Linked DNA regions of Rattus norvegicus: region 1 is linked to region 2. The links are chromatin contacts, called in public Hi-C maps. All regions are on one chromosome and are shown on one strand. The core of a region is the stretch at or near the end of the contact, and the rest is flanking DNA. Distances in the headings are between cores, read along the strand shown. Region 1 holds the start of Vcpip1 (valosin containing protein interacting protein 1). Region 2 holds the start of Cspp1 (centrosome and spindle pole associated protein 1).

What was found. A called contact is a pair of places that touch in the nucleus more often than the background predicts.
Region 1: a contact with region 2 is called in a Hi-C map of liver, with 3 times the contacts expected there. The contact joins the promoter of Vcpip1 here to the promoter of Cspp1 in region 2. A contact is called at or near these places in 3 of 12 Hi-C or Micro-C datasets (liver, mammary epithelial cells and prefrontal cortex) and 1 of 1 datasets of contacts at active chromatin or transcription factors (oligodendrocytes).

What each region holds. Positions count from the first base shown.
Region 1 is chr5:14,314,548-14,321,968 of GRCr8, forward strand. It overlaps Vcpip1 (valosin containing protein interacting protein 1), which reads left to right and starts at 2,536. Exons shown (of 3, transcript NM_176857.3): 1 at 2,536-5,359. The coding sequence starts at 2,653.
Region 2 is chr5:13,970,558-13,977,736 of GRCr8, forward strand. It overlaps Cspp1 (centrosome and spindle pole associated protein 1), which reads right to left and starts at 4,455. Exons shown (of 30, transcript NM_001191864.2): 1 at 4,360-4,455. Cops5 (COP9 signalosome subunit 5) reads left to right here and starts at 4,771. Exons shown (of 8, transcript NM_001025695.1): 1 at 4,771-5,031. The coding sequence starts at 4,889.

The DNA of each region.
Region 1 (7,421 bases), core at 1,286-3,785, 340 kb after region 2:
GAAACCTAAGGTTCAGTCGTACAGTTCATTTCTAGCTTCCATGAAGTTCAATCTTCAACATTTCAGATAAAAAGACAGGTTTGGAACTTCTTTACATTTCTTTATGCATGCACATGTGCAGCATACATGTGGAGGTCAGAGAATAACTTACGGGGCTCTGCTCTCGCCTACACCATGTGAACACCAGGGATCAAACTCAACCTTGCCAGTGAGGGTCTTTACCCACAGCACAATCTTTCCAGCCCAGATCCATTTGTATCTTAAAGGTGTGTGATTGTATACCCAGAATCTTTTACACATGGATTTGCTTTTAACCCTAATCATGTGACCAATGAGGAGTCAGGCACTGAGTCTGTTAACTTCCTGTTGCTCAGTTTCTCCATCTCCAAAATAGAAATGATTATGATGGCACCTGTTTCAATGATATTTTAACATTAACTCTAGAAAGACGCTAATGTACAGTTGATGGGAGGTAGGCATTAATAGCTATTATTGTTGTTACTATTATTATTAAACAATTTTGATTCCTTTAAAAACAATAGTAAGGGGGCTGGGGATTTAGCTCAGTGGTAGAGCGCTTACCTAGGAAGCACAAGGCCCTGGGTTCGGTCCCCAGCTCCGAAAAAAAGAACCAAAAAAAAAAAAAAAAAAAAAAAAAAAAAAACAACAGTAAGGAAAGCTCATATGGCCTCAGCCCTACACAAAGAACTCCAGGCAGTTAAGGAATGCTGAGAGGAGATGAAACAGTCTTCTAGTCTTATCCCATACCAAATAGTCAACCTTGAAAACATTCATACAACATTACACAGACCGAACAGGTTGTATCTATGTATTTAGAAATATGTAACCATGAAAAGTAATGAAAAAAGCTATTATTAATAATCAGATAACTTCAAGAAAACAAGTGGACAGAAATAAACATAGAGAATAATTATCCTGAATTTCAGAGAAAAGATAGTTTATTTAACACAAAGAACAATTATAGATCTACATATGTACACACACACACACACACACACACACACACACACACACACAGTTTGAAAAATGCATCAGTTGAGACCACAAATTTGAAAGAGAGCAAGGAGGGGCATATGTGAGGATTTGGAAGAAGGAACGGGAAGGAAAAATGGAATTTTATTACAGTCTAAAAAAATAAGGGGTTGGGACTTTAGCTCAGTGGTAGAGTGCTTGCCTAGCAAGGGCAAGGCCCTGGGTTTGGTGCCCAGCTCCGAAAAAAAGAAAAGGAAAAAAAACAACCAAACAAAAAAACAAAAACAAATTGAAAAGCTCCTACATATTATGCAAACTGGGGTTATATCTCAGTTAGCTTGCCCATCATGCACGAAGCCCCATGTTCAGCCCTTAGCACTGCATTTCCTAGGCGTGGTGGTATGCACCTCTGACTTTGACATTTGGGAGGTGGAGGCAGAGGACAGAAAATTGAAGGTCATCCTCCACTATAGGGAGTTTGAGGTCTGCCTGGGCTCAATTGCTGATCCATTTACTGAATGATATAGAAACACAAATGTTTTCTGGACTCAAGAAGGTAATTTGTCTCAAGGTGTTTTGATGTTAAAACCTTAAAAATCTAACTTCTTAGGAACTGTTGTTCACTGTTCAAACACATGTTTAACGACAACAACAACAATATAATAAATTTAAATTTCTTGTGATCCAACCAAAACAGCCAGATTTTGCCACTGACCACCAGTTGTTGCTCACTTCTTGTTAACTTTCTCTCACATTAGAGCAGTGGAGTACATTTACGAATGTAAATGTGGATTAAATTACGAATAAGGTAGAAGCTCAGTTATAGCACTTGCTAGCTAAGTGGTAATACAAAAATGATACCGTATTTGAACAATAAATATACTAAAAAAAAAAAAAAAGCCTCATAGAAAACTCCCTCTCCCACTTTCTTAGGACCTTTAACCCGGACAAGCAGCGGTGGTGGACTTTAGACCCTCTTCCACGCCATTCCTTTTCACTTTTCTTTCCTCCAAGCACACTCCTTTCGGCGCAAGGGGAAAGTACGGCGGGACACTACCCATAGCATCCTAGGAAATGCGGTTTCTCTGACTCTTTCTCCTGGGCCATAGAATGGGGGACCGGGGAGGGGGGAGCAAACTACAAAAGGGATCCAGTTAAAAATACAACTACCGACAATCCCCGCGAGTCATCGACTTCCTTTCTGCCCCCACCTTCCGAGTGCCTTCCTCTTCCTCCTTCCCGCGTGCGTCGAGTTGCTTTGCATCACGGTATTTGAAGTTCTTTGTGGACAGAAGCGCCTAACACTCCTTCGCGAGAGGGGAGCCGGAAGACTCTCGTTCCCAGAGGGCAGTGCGGAAGCCACGCCTGCGCAGTCTCAGTGAGGGCGTGTATGTCTGTATCTGAGGGAGAGAGCGAGAGTGAGTGAGTGTGAGTGCGGGGTGGGGTGGTGGCCGTTACGTTCGGGGCAACGGCTAAGGCTGTGGAGAAGTGAGAAGAGAAACAACGTCCGGCGCTTCCGCCTTCGCCTAGGAGGAGGAGGAACTGGTAGGGAAAGGAAAGCCATTCGCTCTGGGCCTGGACTAGACCTCGTCGGGCCGGCGGAGGTCTGGCTATGTGCCTTTGAGGGTCGCTTGGGACGCAGAGCGAGAGCCGAGAGCGATGTCTCAGCCGCCGCCGCCTCCTCCGCTGCCGCCGCCGCCGCCTCCCCCCGAGGCTCCGCAGACTTCGTCGTCCCTGGCGGCGGCGGCTACTCCGGGGGGCCTTTCGAAACGAAGGGACCGGAGAATCCTTTCCGGGAGCTGCCCGGATCCCAAGTGCCAGGCGCGGCTCTTCTTCCCGGCCTCAGGTTCTGTCAGCATCGAGTGTACCGAGTGCGGACAGCGGCACGAGCAGCAACAGCTGCTGGGAGTGGAGGAGGTGACCGACCCGGACGTAGTGCTGCACAATCTGCTGCGGAACGCGCTACTCGGGGTGACGGGGGCTCCCAAGAAGAACACGGAACTGGTAAAGGTGATGGGCCTCTCCAACTACCACTGCAAATTATTGTCGCCCATATTGGCACGCTATGGAATGGACAAACAAACGGGCCGCGCCAAGCTTCTCCGGGACATGAACCAAGGCGAACTGTTCGATTGCGCGTTACTCGGTGACCGGGCCTTCCTCATCGAACCAGAGCACGTCAACACAGTGGGCTATGGCAAGGACCGATCTGGAAGCCTCCTATATTTGCATGACACTCTCGAGGATATCAAACGGGCCAATAAAAGTCAAGAATGCCTTATTCCAGTGCATGTGGATGGGGATGGACACTGCCTAGTGCATGCTGTGTCTAGGGCTCTAGTAGGCCGAGAGCTCTTCTGGCATGCCCTGAGGGAGAATCTGAAGCAGCACTTTCAGCAGCACCTAGCCCGATATCAAGCCCTGTTTCATGACTTTATTGATGCTGCAGAGTGGGAGGACATTATCAATGAATGTGACCCTCTGTTTGTGCCACCTGAAGGTGTCCCCTTAGGCCTGAGGAATATCCACATATTTGGCCTTGCCAATGTGTTACATCGTCCCATAATTCTCTTAGATTCCCTCAGTGGCATGAGAAGCTCTGGTGATTATTCAGCCACCTTTCTACCTGGGCTCATACCTGCAGAGAAGTGCACTGGGAGAGATGGTCATTTGAACAAGCCAATCTGTATTGCGTGGAGTAGCTCTGGTAGAAACCATTATATTCCCTTGGTAGGCATAAAGGGGGCTGCCTTGCCCAAACTACCCATGAATTTGCTACCTAAAGCATGGGGTGTGCCTCAGGACCTTATTAAAAAGTACATCAAGCTTGAGGAGGATGGTGGTTGTGTTATTGGAGGAGACAGAAGTTTGCAGGATAAGTACTTACTTAGGTTGGTTGCTGCTATGGAGGAAGTCTTTATGGACAAACATGGTATCCATCCTAGTTTGGTTGCTGATGTACATCAGTATTTCTACAGAAGGACTGGGGTGATAGGAGTTCAGCCTGAGGAAGTTACAGCAGCTGCTAAAAAAGCAGTAATGGATAATCGCCTTCACAAGTGTTTGCTTTGTGGTGCCCTTTCTGAACTTCATGTCCCTCCTGAGTGGTTGGCTCCAGGAGGAAAACTGTATAACCTGGCAAAAAGTACTCATGGACAGCTGAGGCCTGACAAAAATTACAGCTTTCCTTTAAACAATTTGGTTTGTTCATATGATCCAGTGAAAGATGTTCTGTTACCAGACTATGGATTGAGTAATCTAACAGCTTGTAATTGGTGCCATGGCACATCTGTGCGAAGAGTCAGAGGCGATGGCTCTATTGTATATTTGGATGGAGACAGAACTAATTCTAGGTCTACTGGTGGCAAATGTGGTTGTGGATTCAAACACTTTTGGGAAGGTAAAGAATATGACAACCTTCCAGAAGCTTTTCCTATCACTTTGGAGTGGGGAGGAAGAGTAGTCAGAGAAACAGTATATTGGTTCCAGTATGAAAGTGATCCATCTTTGAATAGTAATGTTTATGATGTTGCAATGAAACTTGTTACCAAGCACTTTCCAGGTGAATTTGGGAGTGAGATCCTAGTTCAGAAAGTTGTCCACACTATATTGCATCAGACTGCAAAAAAAAATCCTGACGATTACACTCCTGTAAATATAGATGGTGCTCATGCTCAGAGAATTGGAGATGTGCAAGGACAAGAATTGGAGTCTCAGCTACCAACTAAAATTATTCTTACTGGACAGAAAACAAAAACTTTGCACAAGGAAGAATTAAACATGAGTAAAACTGAAAGAACTATTCAACAGAACATCACAGAACAAGCTTCTGTGATGCAGAAACGGAAAACAGAGAAATTAAAACAAGAGCAAAAGGGGCAACCCAGAACTGTTTCTCCAAGTACTATTCGTGATGGGCCTTCATCTGCACCTGCCACCCCCACGAAGGCTCCCTACTCACCTACCACTTCTAAGGAGAAGAAGATTCGCATAACAACTAATGATGGACGGCAGTCCATGGTTACCCTTAAGTCTTCAACAACCTTTTTTGAACTTCAGGAAAGTATAGCCAGAGAGTTCAACATTCCTCCATATTTACAGTGTATTCGATATGGTTTTCCTCCTAAAGAGTTAATGCCACCCCAAGCAGGAATGGAAAAGGAGCCAGTTCCTTTGCAGCATGGTGACAGAATTACCATAGAGATCTTAAAAGGCAAAGCAGAAGGTGGTCCATCCACTGCTGCACACTCAGCCCACACTGTGAGACAAGAAGAGATTGCTGTTACTGGCAAGCTGTCCTCCAAGGAACTTCAGGAGCAAGCTGACAAAGAAATGTATTCCTTGTGTCTTTTAGCAACATTAATGGGTAAGAGCAATTGAACTCTGATGGTATATATATATTTTTTTAAAGATTTATTTATTTATTATATATAAGTACACTGTAGCTGTCTTCAGACACACCAGAAGAGGGCATCGGATCTCTTTACAGATGGTTGTGAGCCACCATGTGGTTGCTGGGAATTGAACTCATGACCTCTGGAAGAGCAGTCGGGTGCTCTTAACCGCTGAGCCATCTCTCCAGCCCCTGATGGTATATTTTAATTGTGAGTATAAAATACTGAGTTGTTTTGTTGTGAAGAGGAAAAAAACCTTGTTATCATAAATACTTGATTCTATAGAAAGGAGAAAGTTATTTTCCTTAGTGTTTGGTAGTAGATAATAATATGATTATTGAGTGAATATTAGAACAGCATGAAACTACAGAGTGAAAGTAGTTACTCAACTGTTATCAGACTAATTACATATATATTAAACTTGCTTTTAAAAAATGTATTTATAGTTAAAGCCCTTTTTCACCCTGTCTGAGCTCTTAGGTCTTTCTATCTTGATCCTTTTTCATTTATTTTTAATTTCATTTTCCTGTCTGTCATGTGATTTCAGGACTTCCTGTTTGATGAATTGCAGTTTCTGGTGTTTATAGTGTGACTGCACTCCCACCTACTAGCCTATCTCCTCCATTTCCTGTTCTTCCTTCATCATGTTTTTCTTACGTGTACGATAGGTTTTGTGTTTAGTTTTATGGTTCAGGGACTGCCATAATTACAGTGCATATCTCGGTAAGAAACAAGAAAGATGACAATGCGGTTAGAAATTTTTTTGATAATTTAGTACAAATTGAAGGAAAATATATTATCAGCTAAATACGGTAACTTTAGTCTTTAGATGATTTGGGATCCTGCTTCAGTCTTTAGATGATTTGGGATCCTGCCTAGTGGTATGCTTTTTACATTATTTGCTTAACCTTTGTCTTTAAGTTGGTGTTAACATAAGCCTTATACAAGTTTTCAAGTATGAAGTAAAATTTAAAGGATAGTTGTTAGAAGAGACTTAATTTTGTTGAGATTAGAATTTTTAGCTAGAAAAATGCTGGCTTTTGATTCTGTTTTCTCAGACTACTAAATAGTGAATTGGCCTTGGCCTACGATAATGATTTATTACTGGCTTATTAAGTTGGAAGCCTACTAGTTTATGGGAAATATAAAAATGGTACAAACTTTCAGCTTGATATTGTTGATTTTAGTTTGCTATGCATAAGAACTGAATTAGAGAAACCAACGTAGGTATTTTCCGTATTTCTGAGACATTGTGGTTTCTTAGAGACTTCATGGAATAGAGGAATGGCTGTATGATTTTGGAAATCAGAAGGCACAATCTGACTTTAATATGGTCTAATACTTATTAGTGATTTCAGGGAAACTATTAACTCCTCAATACTTCAATTGCTTCTGTACCAAAGATCACTTGTAGTTGATTTGAGCATAGATAAAGTGTTTCCAGGATTCTGAAAATAACATCCTCACAAAATGGGCAAAATTAGGTACATACAGAAGACATTTTAAGACTGGCGGTTTCTCAGGTTAAAACAGGATGATAATGTCTGTCTTAAAAGAGGATAAATGAACATTTTTGTGGCGAATATCTCCTATTGACTCTATATCCAGTAGCTAGTGCCTAACGAGTAGTAAGCAGTTTGAAGGGATTTGTTTTGTTTTTAACTGAATTTAACATGTCTAAAAGAAAGACTGTATCTGCAGAAATGGAATGGATGGTCAGCACTCAACATTGAAAAAGAGTCGGAAAAGCAGAATTTGGCAATGCTTATGCACTGTCGTACAAAGGAGAAATATATCACCTGGGGTTCATGATAATTCTGGTAACTAGAAAGGTAATCTTTGCTGAAGAATAGGAATATTTTTGTGAGTCCTGGTTTTGGCCTCTCTGCCATAACACCCTCTTTATCTGATTCCATGACTCCATAAAAGGATTTACTTTTACCATTCATTTAGCTTCATTTGGTAACAGGTGAGAGAGAGTATAGGTAAGGAGTCCATTTACTCCATTGTAAATTAATACATTGGCATGAGTCA
Region 2 (7,179 bases), core at 3,205-5,704:
ACACGAGGGGAAGCATTCTCTCCATCCTCTCCTCTCCCACAGAGGACAGAGCACATACTTTCCCCAGTATGGAAGCATGGGAAATGGAACACGACTCCCCTTGTAAAGCAGGGTACTAGTCTAGACTGCAAGGGGAGCTAGATTGGTAGGGAGAGTGAATACAATCGTACAATCATACATGACCCTTGCATTAATATTGCCATAATGACAGTCTAGGCAGTTTAGGTTTTGGGGAACAACTATGAAATAGATTAAAGGATTCAGTAAAGATACCAACAATGGAAATGTCTACAACTTTCATCAAATAGGGAGTTCCAGGGCAGCTTGAGCATATTATATGGCAAGACACTGTCTCAAAAAATAGCAAACAGCAACATTAACATTTCTGTTGACACTGGGTTTGGGGAGTTATATTTATGTATGTTTGTTTATTTGCTACTGGGTTGGGGCTGTGGCTGAGGAGATCACTGCCACTCAATACCAAACACGGGGACACACACACACACAGTGTGATAGGCAGCTCCTACTTATAATCAATCCCAGGACTTGGGAGGGTGAAGCAGCAGAGGGAATTTAGTACGCAAGGAGACCTCATCTCACAAATATCATACCCCAAAATATTAAAACTATAAGAGGCAGCTGCCTGTAGAACATGACTCTACTAAAGAAAAAAGGACTAGGGACAGATGTTTAGGGAGAAATAAGATGTAGACAGGGAGCAAGGGCAGGCATAGAAAACAGGGGAAGATGAGTTTCCTCAGTAATTCACGGAGAAAGGGTCTCACAGTCTTCTTCTCCTTAGCAGAAGGCATTTAAATGAGCATGACTATGGGTACATCCAAATTTTGACAAATTCCTGTGAATTTTGCTAAAGAAGTATATGCTATGTTGCTGAGGGAGGAGCAGGAGGCTGGAGAACAGGATACAAAATTGGGAGCAAAGAAATAAATGAAAGTATTTAAAGCCTGAGCAACTACCTCCAATACATCTGGAAGAGCAACAGCAGGCATCCATGGAGTAGCATTGGCTATGCAGAATTGCTAATACACTTGCTCAGACACTTCTGTCTCTCAAAAGGTACAGCACATCCATTCAGAATGGTGTTTAAAAGACTGTGTGGAGGGTTGGTGATGTCTCAGGCATTAAAGGCTAGGCTCACAGCCAAAAAGAAAAAAACAGAATTTGCTTAAGTTTGTAATAGTTAAGCCATGCTTTTCTGAAAACCACATTGTAGAAAAGGTGTCCTGAAAGCAACTTTTCTTGTTTGCCTTATCTAAACCTATCTGCTCCCCACCCAGACAGACCACCCTTAGGCAAGAGATCCAAAAGATCAAAAGATCCTCTCTATGGGAGCATGTCAGCAAATACTTCACACCGAACACCGAGAGTTCACAAAACACACACACACACACACACACACACACACACACACACACAACCAGTGTCTCCCTACTTTCCTTGGGGCTCTTTTTTGCTTATCAACATGACAAGCCATTCTTCCACATAAAACTTAGCTTCTTAGAATGGCTGGCTTTTTATATGGCTTTTTTTCCTTTTCTTTCTTCCCCCACCCCTAGACAGGGTCTCACTATGTAGCTCTGGTTGGCCTAGAACTCAAGAGAGTTGCTTACTTCTGTCTCCAAAGTGTTGATATTAAAAGCAATGTGTCACCACACCCAGCTATAAAATTATACTGATTGCTTTTAGGGCCTTACACTGTACCTGCTGTTTGAAAACTAGGTCTTATCAAGATTTCTACTTTAGCTTCTTAATTCTATTATCTTCAGAGCCAGCTGTATCTCAGAAGATGAATCCCACTGCTAACATCTAATGAAAACATGATTGGGGCCTGGATAAAACTGGCTCAAAACATAAGGGCACTTGCAGCCATGCCTGATGACCGAGTTTGACAGCTAAGATTCTATAGGGAGAGAGAGAAGTAACATACACACATAGACATACATCATACATACATACACACATAGTACGTATTTCTTTCAAACCAGATTCAAATTCCACACAAAGACTAAAATCAAGGCAGAAAGATAAAGTTCAATCTCATCAAGCAACCACAGTGAGAATAAAACAGCAGATTTCATAGGGATATGGAGAAGATTAAGTTTAACTTGTAAAGTGTAAAACATTAACCAACCCCTGAGGTGCAAGCACTCTGTGAGGCTTAGCAGCCGCGGTGTGCCTGCGAAGAGCCACTGAAGCCTCCAGAGACCGGGCAGGCCACAGACGCCTCTGAAAGCATCAACGCGTTGTCAGGCAACCAGCGGGCCCAGGGCACCGCCCCCCGCCCCGGAGCCGCGAGACCTGCACTTGGGACTAAACCCGGCCACCGCCTCGCGACCCGCATCTCACAACCCGCCCCCTGCACCTCCCACCCTGCCCCCACGACACCCCGGAGCTTCCTGGCTCCCCCCACCCCAGCAGGCTCGAACCCCCATCCGGCCACAGCGACTCGGCCCGGCCCCCCCAGCGCCCCGGACTCTTCGTGTAGCCTTCGACACCCGCCACCCACGGACTTACTCCCAGCGAGGAACCACAGTTCGGGGCTCAGGCGACCCCGGCGCGGACCAAAAGACCGGGTCGCCCGCTCAGGGCTCCGCCTCCCGGACTGAGCCCCCGCCCCACTCGCCCTCCACCAACGGCCAGGCGCGGCCCCGCCCCCGAAGACTGACGGGGAGGGGGGAAGGCCGCGCGGCCGAGGTCGCCCCCTGTAGTCCCGGAGGCCACACGGTGCACTCGCGACTGTGCCCCAAGAGTCCTATAATGCGTCTAGTGCGGAGCTAAATCTATCCCAGCGGTCCGGTCTCCAGTCACGTAGTGTGCCTGTGTGAGGAGGAATATCCGCACTGCTCTCACAGGCATTACTCCCAGCCCAGCAGTCTGGTCAACTCTCTGTCCTGAGCTTTCATTACATTTCATTACATGTTATTCTCTGTAAGTTCCGAGTGGCTGTGTATTGTTACCACTGGAAAAGCTTCTCAGAAAGACCTAAAGTTCCCAGAAAGAAATAGTACCACTGTACTCAAATGTCCCTGGTGTGCCCGAAGTTATACTGTAAGAAGATTCTATTTTATTTTTGGTCGCGTTGACACGGGGTCTCAAATAGTCCAGGGAGAAAGTGGGGTTCAAGCTCTTGATTCTCCATTCTCCACCTCCCAAGTCCTTGAATTAGCAACGCCCTTGTTTGTTTGATTCTTGCTGTTTTGTTTGCCCCAGCTCCTTGACTTTTTGAGACAAGGTCTCCTGTAGCCCAGGCTAACCTCAAATCGCTGTTTGTGGAAAGGCTCTCCTTTAACTCATCCTCCTGCTCCCACTTCCCAACTGCTGGGTTAGAGGCAGGTGTCACCACGCTCCAATTTTCTTCAACTTCTGAATCCAAAATCAAAACCAACAGTAGTGGTGAATAGTTAGCAATTCTTTTTTAGCTAATTTGTCTGCTAAAAACCTGCATTAGAAGAGGATACAGCCCGGCAAGGGTGGTACATGCCTTTAATCCCAGCACTCAAGAGGCAGAAGCAGGCAGATCTCTCGAGGCCAGCCTGGTCTACATATCGAGTTCCTGAACAGCAAAAGACCTTCCATGGCCGGGGGAGAGGGGGTGAGAAAAAAAAAAAAAAAAAGGATACAACACAAAGCTTACTGGGAAAAAGCAAAACGTCCGTGTGAAGCAACTATAGAGCCTTCGAGATCCTGTGGAAGGAGCAGTTATTGTCAAAGAGTTAATGGAAGGCATCTCGACTGTGCTTTTTAAATACTGTGTGCTCTAAAGCAGAAATGTCAAGAAGTGCATTTAAAGCAATGCTTAACAACTACTGCATTACTAAATCAAGGAAAAAGTTCTAATTAAAAAGCTGGGTCAGGGTGGCTAAAAGATGATGAAGCTGGAGAAGTCTGTAAGAACCGTGTTACGAAAATAATTAAATATATTAGAATTAAATAAAACAAACAGATTTTATGCACGCCTTCAACTTACACTCTAGTGGGCATTTGGGGATGAGAATGAGAGGGAAGAAAACCTAAAAACACGACTGAAACAAATTTCATATTAACTACCGGAAAGAACGGATTGCGGAGATTAATTCTGCACTGAGACAAACCTTTTTTAACAAGTAGCGGGTAAGGCATTCACATCTCCTAACACTTGTATAAATGTTACCCTATAAACGCGTCAAAAGTTAATCTTAGCAACCGGTGAGTTTTGCTTGCCACCTCGCAACAGTAGCGAAAACACAAAAGCGAAACGCCACCCACAAACCCCGGAGGGGTTTATACTCCGCGAATTATCTTAAAAGACAATGTCACATAATCTTCCCCCTCCAAAACCAATAATCCGGAGATACTTACACCTCTGTTTCTCTAGAGACATTTAGTATTCCAAACAATTTATTTCGTTTGAAGCACCTACACTCACATAAACATAGTTCCCCAAACCGAAGTTCCCTCCCACACGCAATATGGCGGAATCTGAGTCTGCGCAGTGCGAGGCGAGACGGCCGACTCCTTCCTGGCAGGTCAACAGGCCCGCCTTCCGGCGCGAAAGGCCGTACCATTCCCACACAGAGACTTTGCGTCCCTCCCAGTTCACACGTACGGATTTCAGAGCCAGCATGTCCTCGTTTCGTTCGCAAAACTATTATTAGCCGAGCCGAGCGGACCCCTAGGAAGTGTTTTCTATGTCGCTACGCCGCCGCCGCGCCCCGACGCGCGAATGGTCTGGACCAACGTCACCTCCGGTCTCAAGTGTCATGGCTGCCTTGAGAGTCTAGTGAGTGTGCACCCGTGGTGGGGAAGGTGCAAAGCCCGCACGCTGAGGCCCAGTAGAATAAAGTTGCATCTTGGTTGTGGAGACTACAGCTTCTCCGGTCCCTCGGCCATGACAGCTTCCGGGAGTGGTATGGCCCAGAAGACCTGGGAATTGGCCAACAACATGCAGGAAGCGCAGAGTATCGATGAAATCTACAAATATGACAAAAAACAACAACAAGAAATCCTGGCGGCGAAACCCTGGACTAAGGAGTGAGGAGGTCCCTGGCGAGACGCAGGGGAGGGAAGGGATGGAGGGACTGTGAGAGAGACCCTCGAGGGGTGGAAAATGAAGTGGGTGGAGAATTTGGCTTTCTGAGGGGCGTCGACAGAATACTGGCCGCCGTGGTTTTATTCTACCTTATCAGTAGAGACTTCGATTCCCCTTATTTCTAGGGCCTGCTTCGATACCCCTTTTAGAAAGTTTCTTACCTCCAGGGGGTGTAAAGGGATGACTTAGGGTGCTACTTTCTCAAAATGATTATTTTCGTAAATTTCACACATTCTCCCCTGAACCTGGTGGCTGGCTACATGCAGTTGGTTGCAGCCTTCAGTGGATCTCAAACTGAAGAGCGTGACTGTTTTCAGAAATCGAATGAGCAGGGCATTGATCTAAAAAACAAAAATGAGCCCTTGGGGTGATTTCTTTTTTATCACTCTTTTCCTCTGTAACTTTTTTAAAGACATACCAAATCCTCTTACCAGTTCTCTAAAATACTACTGCAACAATTCAGGATTTATAAAATAGAGCTTAGAGGCTATTTGCCCCCCAGCCAAATCCATGTATCTTTGGGGCCCACGACAAGTCAAAAGATTCTTTAGAGCAAATCATGTTAAGGAGAGTGAAGAAAAACATTGCAAAAGGTTGCTATGTAAACTGCCTTGCTGTTTCCAGGTGTTTTGTTTTGTTGGCAAAGCTGGTTTTAGCTGTCAGGATTCTATTTTCAGGGTTTTTTGAGTTACTACTGTGGGCCTGGCACTGGTCTGATGATTTTTATGTCATTTAATAATCAGGGCAATCCAGTACTGTACTTTCTTTCCCTTTCTGTAAATAGGAAAATAAGCAAATACATTCATGATTATACTATAGCAGTGAACTTAGGTGCAGTAGACTGAGAATCAAGTCTCATAACTGTCACTTAAACGGTTGACTGGCATTAGAAAAGTAAAGTATCTAAACTTATCTATAAGATAATGGTTAAACATAGCTATTACGAATATCATGAATTTATTAAAAAGATAATTTATTAAAAAGTTCTGGAAGAACCATATATAATAAGAGCATAGTAGTGGTTTGTTTTTCTCTTTTTCCCAAGTAGGTGGAGGAGCCAATTTTTAAATTTATGTCTTGATTTCCAAGATGATCTCAGCCACTTTCAGCTTGTGGTTGAAATCTAGCAAAAGCTGGGATCTGTACTTGGTTGCTTGCATCCAACAAGCCGTGGTGACACTGAGTGACCTGTGCAGATTTCTTGGCTGTCCCTTAAGCAAGCTGCACGTTTTAGATGGATGTAAACTCTTGACTTCCTCACCATCTGTGGCTATACTTAAGTTTATTCTAACATGCAGGATACAGCCGTGATTTTAAAATGTTCAAGAGTTTAATCATGTACAATAGTTAGTCACAGAAGTAAGGATACTAGCTCTACTCTAATTCCCAAGATGCTATCAGAAGGAAGCCATAAGCTAACAAGCTGTTTCTTTGAGAATATCTTAAAAAGCGGGTTAATAGTTCGATCCCCAGCTCCGAAAAAAAGAACCAAAAAAAAAAAAAAAAGCGGGTTAATAAGACTGGTAGCAGTACCTTAGATTTTAGTGTTTCTGGGACTAAGCTAAGCATTTACGGTGTACTTTTCATACTAATAGATGAAATATCTATTTATAGATATGTGATCTGGCATAGACATTAAGTGGCCCTACTCTCTCAGTTAGGGGGTGTCAGTGTAATTTAGAGACCTAAGCAAGTCAGTTTCAGAAGCCACATTTGTAGAAACTAAGTCCTCTGGCTCAGTGGGTAAGAGTACTTAGTTTTGCATGCAGACCTAAGGTTTAAATCCAGCATCTATGTAAAAATCCATGTGTGAATATGCTACCTTTTAGCATTATATGGAAAGAAAGCAGAGAGGACGGTCTGTGAGCTAGTCAGCCAGCCTAGCCACAACAGTAAGCTTTCAGTAAGAGACTCTGTCTCGAGGGAATGAAGTAATAACAGACGAAAATGAGCTGGGCATGTTGACACCTGAATTTAATCACAGCAGAGGTGGGTGATCAAGTTCCAAGGACAGCCTGGTCTACTGAACAGCCAGGGTTATACCAAAAACCTGGTCTCAACGAAACCAAAAAAAAAAGGTAGTGAAAGAC